Regions from separate parts of the Mus musculus genome. Here region 2 is linked to region 1. The links are chromatin contacts, called in public ChIA-PET maps. All regions are on one chromosome and are shown on one strand. Each heading gives the region's core, a stretch centred on a gene start, on an enhancer-like site or on the middle of the called end of the contact. The rest is flanking DNA. Distances are from core to core; before and after follow the strand shown. Region 1 holds the start of Dynll1 (dynein light chain LC8-type 1). Region 2 overlaps Pxn (paxillin).

What was found. ChIA-PET counts read pairs in DNA pulled down with a chosen protein or histone mark.
Region 2: a contact with region 1 is called in an RNA polymerase II ChIA-PET map of memory CD8 T cells, with 7 read pairs. The contact joins the enhancer-like site here to the promoter of Dynll1 in region 1. A contact is called at or near these places in 2 of 39 promoter capture datasets (embryonic stem cells and neural stem cells), 1 of 484 Hi-C or Micro-C datasets (B cells), 4 of 115 datasets of contacts at active chromatin or transcription factors (embryonic stem cells, memory CD8 T cells and pancreatic cancer cells) and 3 of 9 other capture datasets (adipose tissue, liver and pancreatic islet).

Annotation. Positions count from the first base shown.
Region 1 is chr5:115,298,337-115,302,802 of GRCm38.p6, forward strand. Dynll1 (dynein light chain LC8-type 1) reads right to left here and starts at 2,654. Exons shown (of 3, transcript NM_019682.4): 1 at 2,496-2,654; 2 at 2,177-2,314; 3 at 1-497. The coding sequence starts at 2,308. The coding sequence ends at 360. It overlaps Gm13830 (predicted gene 13830), which reads left to right and starts at 2,784. Exons shown (of 2, transcript NR_131932.1): 1 at 2,784-2,897.
Region 2 is chr5:115,528,337-115,532,646 of GRCm38.p6, forward strand. All of the region lies in intron 1 of Pxn (paxillin), which reads left to right. Among named protein-coding and RNA genes, the nearest start is that of Gm13840, 20 kb to the left of the region's middle. Within about 2 kb of position 2,350, at least 207 of the 459 cell types and tissues checked have an H3K27ac peak or open chromatin away from gene starts, as enhancers often do. A contact at or near this core is called in adipose tissue, liver, memory CD8 T cells and 1 more, where this site is marked.

The sequences.
Region 1 (4,466 bases), core at 1,404-3,903:
AACAGGAACACCTCAGACAACAGACCAAGTCACTTACCAACTGCTAAGCCTCATCAACCCTATCTTGAACAAACTAGCAGAGACATACATCTCCAACAGATTTATTTTTAAAGGAATGACCTAAGGGAGAAAAAAATGGGGGTACAGAAGTATGGACTAGAAAATAAATACAAATGTAAGCTGTTTTACTAATTTTATAACCACAGACTTGTACAGAGAATGAAGCCCTGTACACAACACAACAGATTCAAACGAGGTGTTCCCTTAGCAAGGCTGAAGATTCAGTCTCTGGTATTTGGAATTTGGATGCAGTCCTTGTTTTTGGATGGATCACTGGGTGTTTGGCACAGTCCATGCTTTTAACCAGATTTGAACAGAAGAATGGCCACCTGACCCAGGTAGAAGTAGATGAAGTGTTTGGTTTCATGTGTCACATAACTACCGAAGTTTCGGCCCACAATGCAGTGCCAGGTAGGGTTGTACTTCTTGTCAAACTCCTAGGAAGAAGAAACAGAAATTTAGTGGTACACCTGGAGGATTCACTTTCCAGAGCCTGTAGGACCAGAAAGGGCAATCCTGGCATCTGTAATTGTCTCCACACTGGGACTGAATCCAGGGCATGGGCATGCAGGCAAGCGCTCACCACAGCCCCAGCAAATTCTTAAGAGAATGTTCCCTGGCTTTAAATCATCTACCTAATGCAACGTGCTTGCAGTCTGAGGTAAACTGAGAATGGGAGCTAAGAAGATCAAAGGTAGAAGGTCATTTTCAAGGACAGTTCTGTTTCAATGAGGGCACTTCTGGACTACTTTGATTTTTTTGTTTTGTTTTGTTTTCTAAAGACAGGGTCTCTCTGTAGTCCTGACCGCACTAGAACTGGTTTGGTCTCAAAAATCAAAGAGATCTGCCTGCCTCTGCCTTCCTAGTGCTGGGGGGTTAAAAGACCCATCATCTGCACCTCACCTCTGACTCCAGCAATTCGATGGAGGTAGATGACATCAGCATTTGCAGTTCATCAGGCTCCACCACTGTATTTGCCATGCACCCCAAATCAGGAAGACAACCACCACCCCCCCCCCCAAAGACCAAAGGACAAAGTCTCAATTACCACATAAATCAAGCCAGGCTGAAAAATGCAACAGAACCTGACAGTTAAATGCCAGGACTTTATCTTTTAAAATCGCTCTCCTCCACATCTACCCAGTCTTAAAAATTAGCAAGTTAGAGAGCATCTGCTACCTGATTCTCCCATCCCATGGACATTAAAACTAGCAATGTGTTCATTTCTTCACTAGTTGGATAGAACCAGGGCCAGAGATGATGTAAAATTCTTTAGGGCTCCTACTATCTTATCGGGCAATCGGTATGAAAACCTCATTTATTAAGCAGAATGTCTCTCTTACAATCCAGACGCACATACTGCTGCATTTGTCAAAAAAAGATATTCAAGCCGGGCGTGGTCTCGCACGCCTTTAGTCCCAGCACTTGGGAGGCAGAGGCAGGCGGATTTCTGAGTTCGAGGCCAGCCTGGTCTACAAAGTGAGTTCCAGGACAGCCAGGGCTACACAGAGAAACCAAAAAAAAAAAAAAAGTATTCATTTTTGTTCCATGTGAGTCTTTCATCCTCCCGTTCTCCACTGGAACCCTCCCACGGCTTCGGCTTCCAGTTTCCTTCCAGCAAACATAGCTTGAGAAGTTGGCAGTCTTGCGCCAGCTTTCTACAAAACTGCCATTTACCAAGCCTCCACCCAAGCCCCCCAAACCACCACTGCCACCCACTTTCCCTGAACTGTCGACTAACTCCCGACTAGAAGGCTGGCAAGATCTCCTCCTAGCCCGGCTGGAAACACCCACGCAGGCAGGCGCAACCCCCCCCCCTCCCGGAACACCCAGATGGATCCTCGGCGCAGGAATTCTACAGCAGGGGGAACTGCTCGCAACTCCCTGATCTTGGAAACCGTTGCTAGGTGGCGCTTTCCCCCAAGGAGCTGGGGGTTTAAAAAAAAAAAAAAAACTTCTGGCGTTGAGGGTCTGGTCTTCCCCAGAGGAACGCGAAACCCTTGCGTCCTTTCTAGAACTATCCATCCCGAGCCGCCCTGAGTGCTACAGGGAAACTGCCAGGCGCCCAGAGGACGCAGAATCGGGGAGTAGGAACTACGCGGCGCCGGGTCCTCACCTTCTTGATATGGGCCGCAATATCCTTCTCGATGTTGTACTTCTCCAACGCCTGGGTAGCGCACTCCACCGAGTCCTGTTGCATCTCTTCCGACATGTCTGCATTTTTGATCACCGCCTTCCGGTCGCACATGGTTACCTGTGTGGTGACGAAGCGCAGGGAAGAGGGAGAGGGGTCGGGTGCGGGCCGCGCTCGCTGCCCTCCCGACCGGCGCCCCCCTTGAGGACGACGCCCCCACCCGCTTCCGAGGGGCAGCTCCCGAGGTCCGCACCGCAGGCCCGAGGTAGGGGGGACGGGGAGGACCCGAGCCCGGTCTCACCGTGGAGCAGAGGCCAGCCGGCTGCTGCGAGCTCCTAGGGAAGGTGCGGGCGCCGCTCAAGCAGCAGAAGACAGCCGGTCGCTACCGAAGCCGTGGCGCATCTAAGCTGCCCCACGCCAGCCGCCGCCGCCTAATCCCTAGGCCCCGCCCTGCGCCCGCGGCCCCGCCCCCGGCCCGCGTCGCTATTGGCCATCCGCTACCGCCAGCCTCTCCCGATTGGCTAGCGGATTCAATGGTTCCCTCAGGATCTTTCCCCCGCGTTTTGTTGCAGACCACAATGCACCGCGCACAGCGTCGGTTGCCCGGGCGATGCGCGGCACGCGTGCGGAGGCCCACACACCCTGAAGGCGGAGCCCCGGGTCGAGTGGCTGGCTCCCGGACCACCCAGCAGTCTGGAAGGAGGTGAGGGCGGGCATTTTCCTCTCGGGGGCCCCACTGAGGTTAGCGCAGGGTGTGTTCTGGAATCGCAGGTTCTAGAAGGCTGGGAGCTGCCGCCCCAGGTGCCGCCCATTTCCACCATCTCCCCCCACCCACCCGGGGTCCGCACGATTTATGGCCTTTGACAGGTGGCCTCGAGCTTAGCAAGGGTGAGCCATCGATGCAGTTGCACTCAGGGTCTCGTAGGGCTTGGTTCGAAGCTCTGCTGTCACATTCCTGAAGTTTGTAAGTAAGTGCGTGTGTCTGAGGAGGCCCTGGGCTTGAGAGGCAAGTTCTACGTTCTGCCACTGAACCCTGTTTTCTTTCTTTTTCGTTTTTTCTGCCCGTGTCCTCCCCACCCTACCTTAGCATCGTCTCCCTAAGTAGCCCCAGGATGATCTAAAGTTCGCATTTCTTCTTGGCGCCTCCCCCATGCGCCATCACACCGGGTTAAATTCCGAATTTTATAACATGACACTACATGCTTATTTCGTACTGTAGCCCCTGTGTAGCTGGTACTGCCCTAGGAGACCGTATACATACTGATAGCCTAATGATTGAAGGAGAAATTCGGGAAAGGGATCGCGTATCCAGGAGGTAGAGCCTGTCTGCCAGGCAGTGGGGACCTCAAGATCTGGAATGTGGGTGGATGCCCAGTGTGTACAGGTGAGGCTGCTTCCTCGGATAGAATGTCCATTTGGGCAAAGTTTCTTGGCTGAGGATTTATTTATACAAAGGAAGACGTATCTTAAGAAAGTGATCCTAAGATGTGTCTCCTCTGGCATTTATGACTAATCGTACCCACATAATAAATAAATAAATAAAAATAACAAAATACTGGGCTACCCCTCAGTCAGTAGAGCATTTGCTTGGTATGAGTGAGGCCAGAGGCTGCATATTTGATCCCCAGGAGGCTCCAGGAGGGAGTCAGAACACTGGAAGACAGGAACAGAAGGATCAGAAATTCAAGTCCAGCTTTGGATAGATGGCGCCAAGGCTAGCCTGGGCTACATGAGATCCTGTGTAAACTGCCCTCCCCCCCAAAAAAATAAATGAAATAAAACGAGTCAGCAGCAGTGAGTGGGTGCTTGACCTCTGCTCAGCACCGTACCACTCACAACAGCTGTGTCTGAGAGGATCTTCTTTTTCTTGCTCTCTTTAAAAAAAAAAAAAAAAAAAAAAAAAGCTGGGCGTGGTGGCACACGCCTTTAATCCCAGCACTTGGGAGGCAGAGGCAGACGGATTTCTGAGTTCGAGGCCAGCCTGGTCTACAAAGTGAGTTCCAGGACAGCCAGGGCTACACAGAGAAGCCCTGTCTTGAAAAACCAAAAAAAAAAAAAAAAAAAAAAAAAAAGTTTGTGGGTGTTTGGTTGTATGTCCCTGTGCCACATCTATGCCTGGTACTCAGGGAGGACAGGAAAGGGCATTGGGTGGTCTGGCTCTGGGATTTCAGAGAGTTGTAAACTGCCATATGGGTGATGGGAATTGAACCTGGATCCTCAGAAGAACATCTGTAACTGCTGAGCTCTCTTTCCAGCCCCAAGGGGACCCTCT
Region 2 (4,310 bases), core at 1,100-3,599, 230 kb after region 1:
AGGACAAGTGCAGGCACACTCGAACCTGTGATGTCCAGTTAGAGCAGCCTGGACTCAGGCCTGGCCTCTGCCCAGCTCTGCAAGGATCTGTGTGCATGCTTCACCACACACACGGGCACATGCATGGGCACACTTGCACATACCTGTGCACACACATATTGTGCTACCCTTGGCTCTTAGGATAGCAGCCACTGGTGTTTTTTTGTTGTTTTATTAGTATATGTTTAGCTATGACTTTTTTTTTTTTTTTGAGACAGGGTTTCTCTGTGTAGCCCTGGCTGTCCTGGAACTCACTCTGTAGAACAGGCTGGCCTCAAACTCAGAAATCCACCTGCCTCTGCCTCCCAAGTGCTGGGATTAAAGGCATGCGCCACCACTGCCCAGCTAGCTATGACATTTTATATGTGTATATGGCGTCTTATTATATTTATCCCCCCACACTCCCCTTTTGCTGACTCCCACTGACCTTCTCCTGGTCTTTGTTATCCTTTCGGTGAGCTAACGAGTTCTATTAGGCTTGCTTGCAGGAGCGCCGGGAAGGGGTCATTTACTGGAGCATGGACACTTTATCAGTGGCTCCACTGTGGAAGAGCATCTTTTCCTTCCCCAAGCATGGTACCCATAGAGCCTCAGGGGAGCGTAGGAGCCTCCCTACTCTCTTCCCACAGTGCCTTTAGGCAGAGGACCTAGATACTAGGCCAGTGTTACGGTTGTTCTTTCTGTCTGGGTTTGAATTTTCCTCATTCGCAACAGGAAATCTTGTTCACGGTCAGGGAGATTGGGCCCCTCTTATCCCAGCTTGGACGTCATCTAGTTATGTCTCAAAAATTGGAGTGGGACCTCTGTCAAGGGGTAGCATCTGTGGGGAGGCAGGTGTCACAGTTTGGGGTACGCACGAAGGAGGAGAAGACAGAGCCTTCCTCGCTTCGTAAAGAAGAAATGACTTACCTCAGACAGACAGGTCGGCAGTGGAGCAGGTGATGGGTCAGCTCACTGACTTGTGTGGTGACCATTTCCTGTCTGGGCACCAAGACGGGCAGGAGAAATGGTAGTCCTGGCTGACAGCTTTGTTCTAACAGAGGTCACCCGCTTAACTGCTGGGCCTCTGACTCACAGAGTTTTGAGGAGGTTGTGGGACTCACAGTTGTCCCATCTGTCCTAGGGACATTTACCAGGACAATCCTAGACAGCTAGCTGTGCTCCATACATGGCAGAGCAGGAGGCTCAGGAGCGCTAGATGTATTCCAGCCCAGCCCAACCCCCATTCGAGCTGTCTCTTCCACACTTCATTCCGGAGAGCATGCTGTCGGACACACCTGTGGCTTAGGTGACATGGTGACAGCCTGCCTGGTCAGTCACCCGGCTGCCCCCTTCAGAATGCGGCTTCTTTTAGAAGACTGTCTCTCTGGTTCATCATCTAACACACAAACAAGCTTGTGGAATGTTCCCTGTGTGTACATTGGGGACTTCCTGTGTGATATTTCTGGGCATTTCGGACAGGCGCTGCTATTACCATCTGTCCTCTTTCTGCTGGGTTGGGTTCCCTGAGCCCCAGACTGTCTCCTGCAGTAAAATCCAAATTGGGGATGTGGTGGGTCCCACCCTCCTCTACCCCCTGTTGGTGTCCTGGGCTGGCCAGCTGGGAGGGCAGGCTGGCTGAGCCAACCCAAGCAGGAGCCTTGGATCTCCCTCTGCCTCTGAAGCCAGTGGGCAGACTCCACCAGTCAGGGTCCGCGAGGGCTGGCGTGTGCTTGGCTTGAGGCTCCAGCTCAGGGTCAGTGGGCTTCTTGCAGGCTGGTCATATGACCTTGCTTGTGTTCTGCTTCCTCCTCCTGCATCCTACTTCCCTTGCATACGAGCCCTGTCAGCCAGGCTGAGCCCACAGGTCCCCTGTCAGCCAGGCAGAGCCCACAGGTCCCCTGTCAGCCAGGCTGAGCCCACAGGTCCCCAACACATTTTGTTCCAGGAAAGCCTGTTTTCCGTTTTTTCCTGTGTGGTTTCCCAGTCTGACTTTGCAGCCACCTTGTGCTTCCTCCCTGTCCAGGAAGAGGCAGATTTCCCACTGTGAGAGTTGGAGAAGATCTTCCCTCTAGTGGGACAGGGACAGGCTGGAGCTGTCTGTCCCTCCTTTGTGGGAGGCACTGTCACCCCACCAGGGCCTCCTGGTGAATTTGCAAGTCACCTGTGAGTAAGAGAGGCACGCTTGTGGGCAGGAGGCCGGGAAGGGTCCGAGAGCCTCTGTGCGTGGGATGGCTCTTTTTCAGGAGGTGCCAACTGTCTGTGGTGACACCAGCTGTCAAGGGGCCCCGGCATTTCCTGGAGCTCTGAGCTTAGCAGATGGCTTCCTAAAACTGAGAGTCTGAGGAGCCCGGGGGTCGGATGGTGTCAGTTCCTCTAGGGAAGCAAGTGTGTCCTTGAGGGTTGATGATGGAATGCTGTGGGCCGCTGGCCTGCTGCCTCTTCTGCCTCCACCTGGCTGTCCAAGATGGCTGTTTCAAGTTCTGACGCCGAGGGTGTGTGTGGGGTCCTGAAGTCTCTTGAGTTCTCTTACATTCAGCACTGCGGCACGTATGGAGGAGACTTTATGGTGCCATCTTGAACCCACTTGAGGTTTTTTTTTCCCCCACAGTAAAAGCACATTGTCACGTATGTCAGTACTTGATGACTGCTGGCCACCCGTGGGTAACACTGCACCTCTTGATTGATTGTGCATCAGGCCAGAGACGAGGCCAAGGTTAGCTCTTGGCTGAGTTCTCTCTTACCTGGGCATGCTTGTGCCCTTGTGGGGACAGCATTTATAGAGGGCAAACCTGGAACTACCTGGTGTGTGTGTGTGTGTGTGTGTGTGTGTGTGTGCGCGCGCGCGCGCGCGCGTGCGCGCATGCACGAGTGTGCTAGAGTGTGCATGTGTTCAAGCCAGCTGTCTGTCTCCTCCTTATTTGACTGGTGTGGTGTGTATAGGAGACCTCCATCTGCCTGTGGGCTGATCTGGGAGGCTGCAGGTCTGTGCCTGGGGGAACCTTGCTTTGCTTGGCAGTGCTCAGACAGGAGGGAGCAGCTGCAATCTCATTAGGGGCCAGGAGGAAAATGCTTGTACAAGTTGACCTGGTGTCCCACAGATGAGGCTAGGTGTGCGGAAGGGTTATTTCTCCCTTCCTGAGCAGCTGCCTCGATGGTTGTAGCCCTGTCTGCGGTCCCTCGGGCACTGCACTCTCCTCCTTCTTTCCTGGCCTAACTTCTTAGGGTCTTTGGAGCTTAGGCGGCTCCTGGTCAAAGTTGGAGGGGCTCTCAGGCCCGGCTGCAGTGGGGAGGAGTAGGGAGCATTGAAGCCCCTGGCTCCTCGCCCCCGCCCGCCTCTGCTGGGGAGTGAGCTGGAGGCTGCTGGGCTCAGCTGACATTCTCCAAGGAGGACTTGGAACGAACCCCAGGCATAAACGGGTGAGGTCAGTGGTGTGCTCAGCAAGAAGGCCCCAGTTAGTGACGACCTGCCACAGCTCCCAGGCTCCCTGGCTGACGTCCCTGGCTCCAGCTCCTTCCCTGTGCTGTTCCAGGGGACATGACCATCAGGGATGCAGATTTATGTACCGTGTGCCTCAGTGCTAGAGTGGGAGGCCCACATCATTTTACCGCCAGCCACCATGCTGACTTTCCCCACACTTCCCAGCTGTTACTCACAGTGAGCTCTGTGAGGGACGGAGTTGGTGAGCGGAAGCTCCTAACTGTCTAGTAAATTTTCCCCAGGCTATGAGCAGTGGATCCAGAGTCCTGCGTTTCTACTGGGTAGGCTGTTATCTCTGCTGGGGCACAGTGCCCGGGGCGGGGTTACCAGAGGGTGTATGGAGAGTCACGTGACACCAGAGCAGCCCAATCTGCGACACCTACGACACATACAGCGTGGCTTTATGTGTGGACAGTGGGGGCCTTGTGGTGCTGCGTGATACTGTGCACTGAAGGCCCCAAGTGTGTGCAAAGGACTCTCCGCAGCCTCTCTCTGTCTGTCTGTGTCTGTCTGTCTGACTGCAGTCTCATTGCCTCCAGAACCCAGCCTTGCTAGTTTGATTCCAAGCAGTGATTTTGACTTCTAGCTTCTGTGTTAACTTGGTCCCCAGGGGGCTTCTGGGTTTTCCTTAAGGTTTCCTGGGCTCCTGTCTTCCTTTGTCTCCTGCAGGTATGAACATCCAGGTAACAGGAAGACGAAGGAGGGAGAGGTTTGGACCGCATTTGCTATTGTTTGTAGAGAGAGACACCAAGGCTGGAAAAAGGGTGAGGTGGGGGTGGGCGGGTCCCAGTCCTGCTAAAGAGGAAAGTTG